Regions from separate parts of the Sus scrofa genome. Here region 1 is linked to region 2. Evidence: chromatin contacts called from public HiChIP or PLAC-seq data. All regions are on one chromosome and are shown on one strand. The core of a region is the stretch at or near the end of the contact, and the rest is flanking DNA. Distances in the headings are between cores, read along the strand shown. Region 1 overlaps NCOR2 (nuclear receptor corepressor 2). Region 2 has its middle 130 kb from the start of NCOR2.

What was found. HiChIP or PLAC-seq counts read pairs in DNA pulled down with a chosen protein or histone mark.
Region 1: an H3K27ac HiChIP or PLAC-seq map of alveolar macrophages shows a contact between it and region 2. The contact joins two enhancer-like sites. A contact is called at or near these places in 1 of 47 Hi-C or Micro-C datasets (epiblast stem cells) and 2 of 2 datasets of contacts at active chromatin or transcription factors (alveolar macrophages and skeletal muscle).

Annotation. Positions count from the first base shown.
Region 1 is chr14:28,666,105-28,668,804 of Sscrofa11.1, forward strand. All of the region lies in intron 3 of NCOR2 (nuclear receptor corepressor 2), which reads left to right. Among named protein-coding and RNA genes, the nearest start is that of NCOR2, 25 kb to the left of the region's middle. Within about 2 kb of position 1,302, at least 36 of the 83 cell types and tissues checked have an H3K27ac peak or open chromatin away from gene starts, as enhancers often do. A contact at or near this core is called in alveolar macrophages, where this site is marked.
Region 2 is chr14:28,515,815-28,518,514 of Sscrofa11.1, forward strand. No RefSeq gene overlaps it. Among named protein-coding and RNA genes, the nearest start is that of NCOR2, 130 kb to the right of the region's middle. Within about 2 kb of position 1,342, at least 14 of the 83 cell types and tissues checked have an H3K27ac peak or open chromatin away from gene starts, as enhancers often do. A contact at or near this core is called in alveolar macrophages, where this site is marked.

The sequences.
Region 1 (2,700 bases), core at 52-2,551, 150 kb after region 2:
GCCCTGGAGGCATCTTCCCAGGCATCCTGGGCATGGAGCTGCTTTGATAGCAAGGCCTCCCAGGAGCCGGAAAGACCTCCAGATATGGCTTTAAACCCCTGTTCCTCCCATTTTGCTGAATGGCCTTGGGCTGCTCACTTAATCCCTGGGTGCAGCCATTGGCACTAGGAGCCTTGTGGGCCTGAGCATCACTGGCGAATGTCCACAAGGTGCCTGGGGGGTGGTGTCTGCATGTGGCAGTCATCTCCTTTCTCCTGGTGGGTGGCAGGAGACTGAGGAGGGTCTGGACTCAGAGACAGGCCTGTGCTTTGGCCTGCGTCATCTCTGGGCCGCCTGGTGTCTTATGCCAGTGCAGATGGAGAGTGAATTCCGGCTGTGCTTGCAGACCCTGGAAAGCCCCTGCTTCCCCTGCCCTGGCCTCAGGCACACTCCAAGCCAGTCTCCATGCAAGGCTCGCTCAGTCTCACCTGCTCCACTTGCAGAACCTCTCTGTGCCCTGTTCCCTCCATCTCTATGGTCTCCTCTTCCCTCCCCCACAGTATCAGGACCCCACATCTTTCCCTGAGGGTCCTGGCAGACCCCTGGCACTGAAGATCTCCCAGGATTGAGGGTCCCAACACACCTTCCCCTCCTTGTCTCCTTTCCTGCCTGTTAAGGTCCTTTCCAGCTCTCCACAGCCCAGCTCAATTCTGCCTTCTCCCCCAAGTTCCCTGGTACCCCCAAAGCGCCCTTGAGTTCCTGCAAGCCTCACGCTGAATGAATGTGTTAAGGTCAAAAGATGTAGGGTCTGAATCCCAGCACGGTTCCTTCCTGCTGTGTGGCCTTCGGCAAGTTACTTAACCTCTCTGTGCCTTTGTGTTAGAAGGGTGTTTAAGAGCGCAGGCTCTGGAGCCAGATTGCTCCTTCACATCCTGCCTCGGTGATGTCTTAGCTGTGAAACAAGTGGCCTTAGCGCCCCGTGCCTCAGTTTCCCATCGGTTGAGAGAGGGTGGTTAGAAGACTGTGAGGATCTAGTTGATTGTGCGGAGGCTTCCGCATGCACGTTACAGCGCAGTGATGATGATTCTGATGATGCTGGCATGATGACAACCTGCCTGTTAAGGTCCTTTTCCAAATGGCCCCCAGGGTGCACTGTGGGCTTTTCCTCTAGAAGAGGGATTGGCAAATCTCCCCTGGAGATATTTCAGGCTTTCCGGACCACGCAGTCTCTGTCACAACTCCTCGGTGCTGCCACCGTCCTAGCGCGAAAGCAGCTCAGCCAACGCGGACAGGAATGGCCGTGGCTGTGTGCCAGTGACACTTGACGCAATGGGCTGAGCCTGGCTTTGGCCTCGGGCCTCGTTTGCTGACTCCTGCCCTAGATCAGTGTTTATCAGACTCTGTGGGAAGGACCAGTCTGTTTCATTTCCACTTTGTCACAAACGGATACTTCTGCACGTGACCCTGTTCTCGGGTGTGGGGACGCACGCTGGCCATGCACTGGGATGCTGCGGTCTTGTCAACACGCTCTCAAGTAGACTGAATTCTCTCGACTTCCCGCTCCCCCAGACCAAGCGTCACAGACCCAGGAGGCTGCCTGGACCACAGGGGGACAAGTGCCCATGTAGAGGGAGCAGACGGGGTTGAAGTGCTTTGTTAACTCTAGGAGGGTTCTCATGCTTCCGGCCGGAGCGCCCGGAGTCTTTAGGCTGTGACCACAGTGAACCCCACTCTGGGTCTGTTTCTCCTTTGGGGTCTCCCCAGTTCTTGGCTTCCTGTGACCCTCCAGGGGGTCCCTGGGGTAGAGGTCAGTGTGGGTGCTGCAGAAATGGCCCCTAAGATGCTCCTTGGAGGGGCTGTACCATGAGCTCATCTTGCCTGGCTCCCACACTGGGAAACCACGGCCAGAGGGTTCAGACCTCTGCCTTGGGGCTCCTGGGGGCCGTGTGCCTTTTCCCGTTTCGACTGGCCATGGTGGGTGCCGTCCTCCCGAGGTCCTCTCCCCAGGGATGGGGCTGTCTGCTTCTCTGCCGCTTTGTTCACTTTGCTTTTGTGTGAGAGAGAGTCTTGCTCCCTGCAGACTGCAGAGCTGCCCGCTTCCTTCTCACACCCCTGCATGCGTGCGTGCATGCACACACCAGAGCTGTGCCTGGCAACCTCTCTCCAGCCCTTCCTCCTTCCTTCGTGAGCTCTGGGTGCCTTGTGTTAGACATCATGGGGTGTGGGAGAGGGCGCAAGCTGAGCCCTTCTCTGCCTTCTGGAAGCTGCCCTCCGCCTTGGGGGCCACCTTTGGAGAGTTAAGAGGGATTTGTGGTCAGGGGCACAGAGGCCTAGGTGGGGCATACATTTCAATGATGGGGAAACCGAGGCTTGGGGATTTGACTGATGGACAGATACCTCTAGCCTAAGGCCTTGCATCTTCTTGCTTCCACATCAGGGCTGCCCGGGAAGGCCCTTCCCTTGACATTTCCAGCCTCTGGGCTTTGACAGGATCCCTGTTGATTCTGCTTACTCATCCTCCTGCTTCCCAGCCTCTTACAAGCTTTGGTTTTGGAGGGTCTGAAACATACATTCTAACACACCTACGTGGTCTCGTCTAATTCTCTTTGCAGAAATAACTGCTTAAAAAAAAAAAAAAGCCAGACAGCAAAAAGATGACTGGATTTTTATGGAAAATTGGGAGAATTAAGAAAGACGCCAAGAAGAAAATAATCACCTACA
Region 2 (2,700 bases), core at 92-2,591:
CCGTATGACTAGGATGCCAAGGAACACCTAGGGTTGCCGGCAAAACCAGAAGCTAGAAGAGGAAGGAAGTGTTCTTCCCCAGAACCATCAGAGTATGGCCTTGTTGACCCCTTGATTTCAGACTTCTGGCCTCCAGAATTGTAAGACAATGAATTCCTCTTGTTTTAAGATGCCCAGTTTTTGGCATGTTGTTACAGCAATCGAGGAACCTAATATAGTAACTTGAGTTGGTCTCTGTCACTTGCAAGCAAGAATTCTGAGCAGTGCATGGTTACAGCCTCATATAAGCAGTTATTTACAAAAATGGTAAGTTTCCCATTGGAAATACCAGACTCCAACAATTTAGTGGTACCCAGAGTGCTTACACGGACTTTATCTTCCTCCATTATTCCCCCCAGTCCATATCCCTAGTGCAGCCTGACCTTGGCAAGCTGCACCCCACTCCCTCAGGATGTATGATTATTTGGTCCCCATGCTTAGGTCAAATAAGCTTTGTTTTATCCTACTTCTTTTTTCTTTCTTCCTTTTCTTTTTCTTTTTCTTTTTTTTTTTTATGGCTGCACCTGCAGCATACAGAATTTCCCAGCCTAGTGGTCAAATCAGAGCTGCAGCTGCCAGCCTACACCACAGCCACAACAGCCTCAGATCTGAGCTGCATCTTTGACCTATGTTGCAGCTTGCAGCAACACTGGACCCTTAACCTGCTGAGCAAGGCCAGGGATCGAACCCTCATCCTCATGGACCCTATGTCGGGTTCTTAACCCACTGAGCCATAATGGCCACCACAAGCTTTTTATCATCCCTGTAATAGAGCTTATTCCATGACAATGTCCCAAGTGCCATGAATACCAATGATATGAAATGAGATGATTTTAAGTAGAACACCACAGTATTTTTTTTGGCTTTAATAATTAGTATTTATTTCAATGTGTGTTCACACGTTGTAACTGTGCAGCAAACCTGCAGTGTCACAAATATCATTGTTCACTGTATCTGTCTGAGTCCCAGTTCTCAAATGGAGTAACTGGGAGAGTTAGTGAAGGGACAGCCTACAAAGGTGGAGGTGAGGTCTGTGGAGGGAACCCAAGAAGAAATTGTGCAGTGCCCAGGGCTCCTGAAAACAAGAAGCTGTTATTACCCATAGGCTGCATGGACAGGAAGTAGCTACTGGAACCCAGAGAGAGCTGGAGCTGGAGGACAGGGGCCATCTGACAGAAGGGTCCTTCAGCAGAAGAACACAGCCCCTGTTCCAGTTACGGTCAGGCAGGAAAGGCAGTACCGGGGAAGTACCTCACCCTTTTTCTTCTCCCACCCTTCTATCTTTCCTTGGTGCTTCCCATTGGCTGATTCTGGAAGGAAGCCAGAGTGCAAGGGATCCTGGGAAATGTAGTCCACAGGGTCAGCCTCCTGATAAACAGAGCAGGGAGGGTCTGGAGGGGCAACCGAAAGTTAACCAGCTTGGTACAACCACTATGGAAAACAGATGAAAGTACCTCAGAAAACTAAACATAGAACCAGCAATCCCACTCTTGGGCATATATCCAGACAAAACTTTCATTGAAAAAGATACATGCACCTGTATCTTCATTGCAGCACTCACTGTTTACAATATGCACAGGGAACTATATCTGGTCACTTGTGATGGAACATGATGGAGGATAATGTGAGAAAAAGAATATATAGGAGTTCCCGTCATGGAGCAGCGAAAATGAATCCAACCATGAGGTTGCAGGTTCAGTCCCTGGCCTCGATCAGTGGGTTCAGAATCTGGTGTTGCCGTGAGGTCTGGTGTAGGTCGCAGATGCTGCTCAGATCTGGCGTTGCTGTGGTTGTGGCAGCTGTAGCTCCAATTAGACCCCTAGCCTGGGAATCTCCACATGCCATGGGTACAATCCTAAAAAGCAAAAAAAAAAAAAAAAGAATATATATGTATATGTATGACTGGGTCACTTTGCTGTACAGTAGAAATTAGCAGAACACTATAAATCAACTATAATTGAAAAAATAAAAATAAAAAAAAGAAAGTTAACCAGCGTAGCTAATGTGAGGCTGCATAAACGACAAATGTAAATGTAAGGAAACAGTTGAATTTTAAGTAGGTCCATTCAGGCACTGATCATTCTGCACGTGACCCGAAAACAAGGACACTTTATTTCCTTTCTCCCACTGTACACTGACCTCTGCTTATATGCCATTTTGTCCCCAGATCCCAGCTTTGGGGTCACATCTCACATTGCACCAGCCACCTCTGACTTGGGGGATCTGGGGGACTTGGAAGCACCTCCAGAGGAGAGTTTGGCCGTGGGAAGGCTCAATATTTTCCAGAACTCTTTCTCAGAGCTAGCCAGCTCCCCTCTCTGCTCCCAGGGGAGCCCAGAACTCTGATGGTTTCCCTATGAACATTGCCAGCGTGGTTTTTAACAGGCAGTTGCTGTGCAAGTGCCCATCAGGCCGAAAAGAATGAAGCAAATCAGCATGTGCTGGCACAGGAGAGAGACAGAAATGTGGTGGGCGGAAAGGGCCCTTGCAAGGCTGTTGGTAATGCACACAGTGGGCAGAATAGCGCCCCCTGAAGATGCCCAGGCAAAAGGAGCCTGGCAGATGTGACTAAGGACATTGAGATGGAGAGACCATCCCGGGCGAACCGCACAGACCCTAAATGTAACCACAAGTGTCCTTTTGAGAGGGAGACAGAGAGTT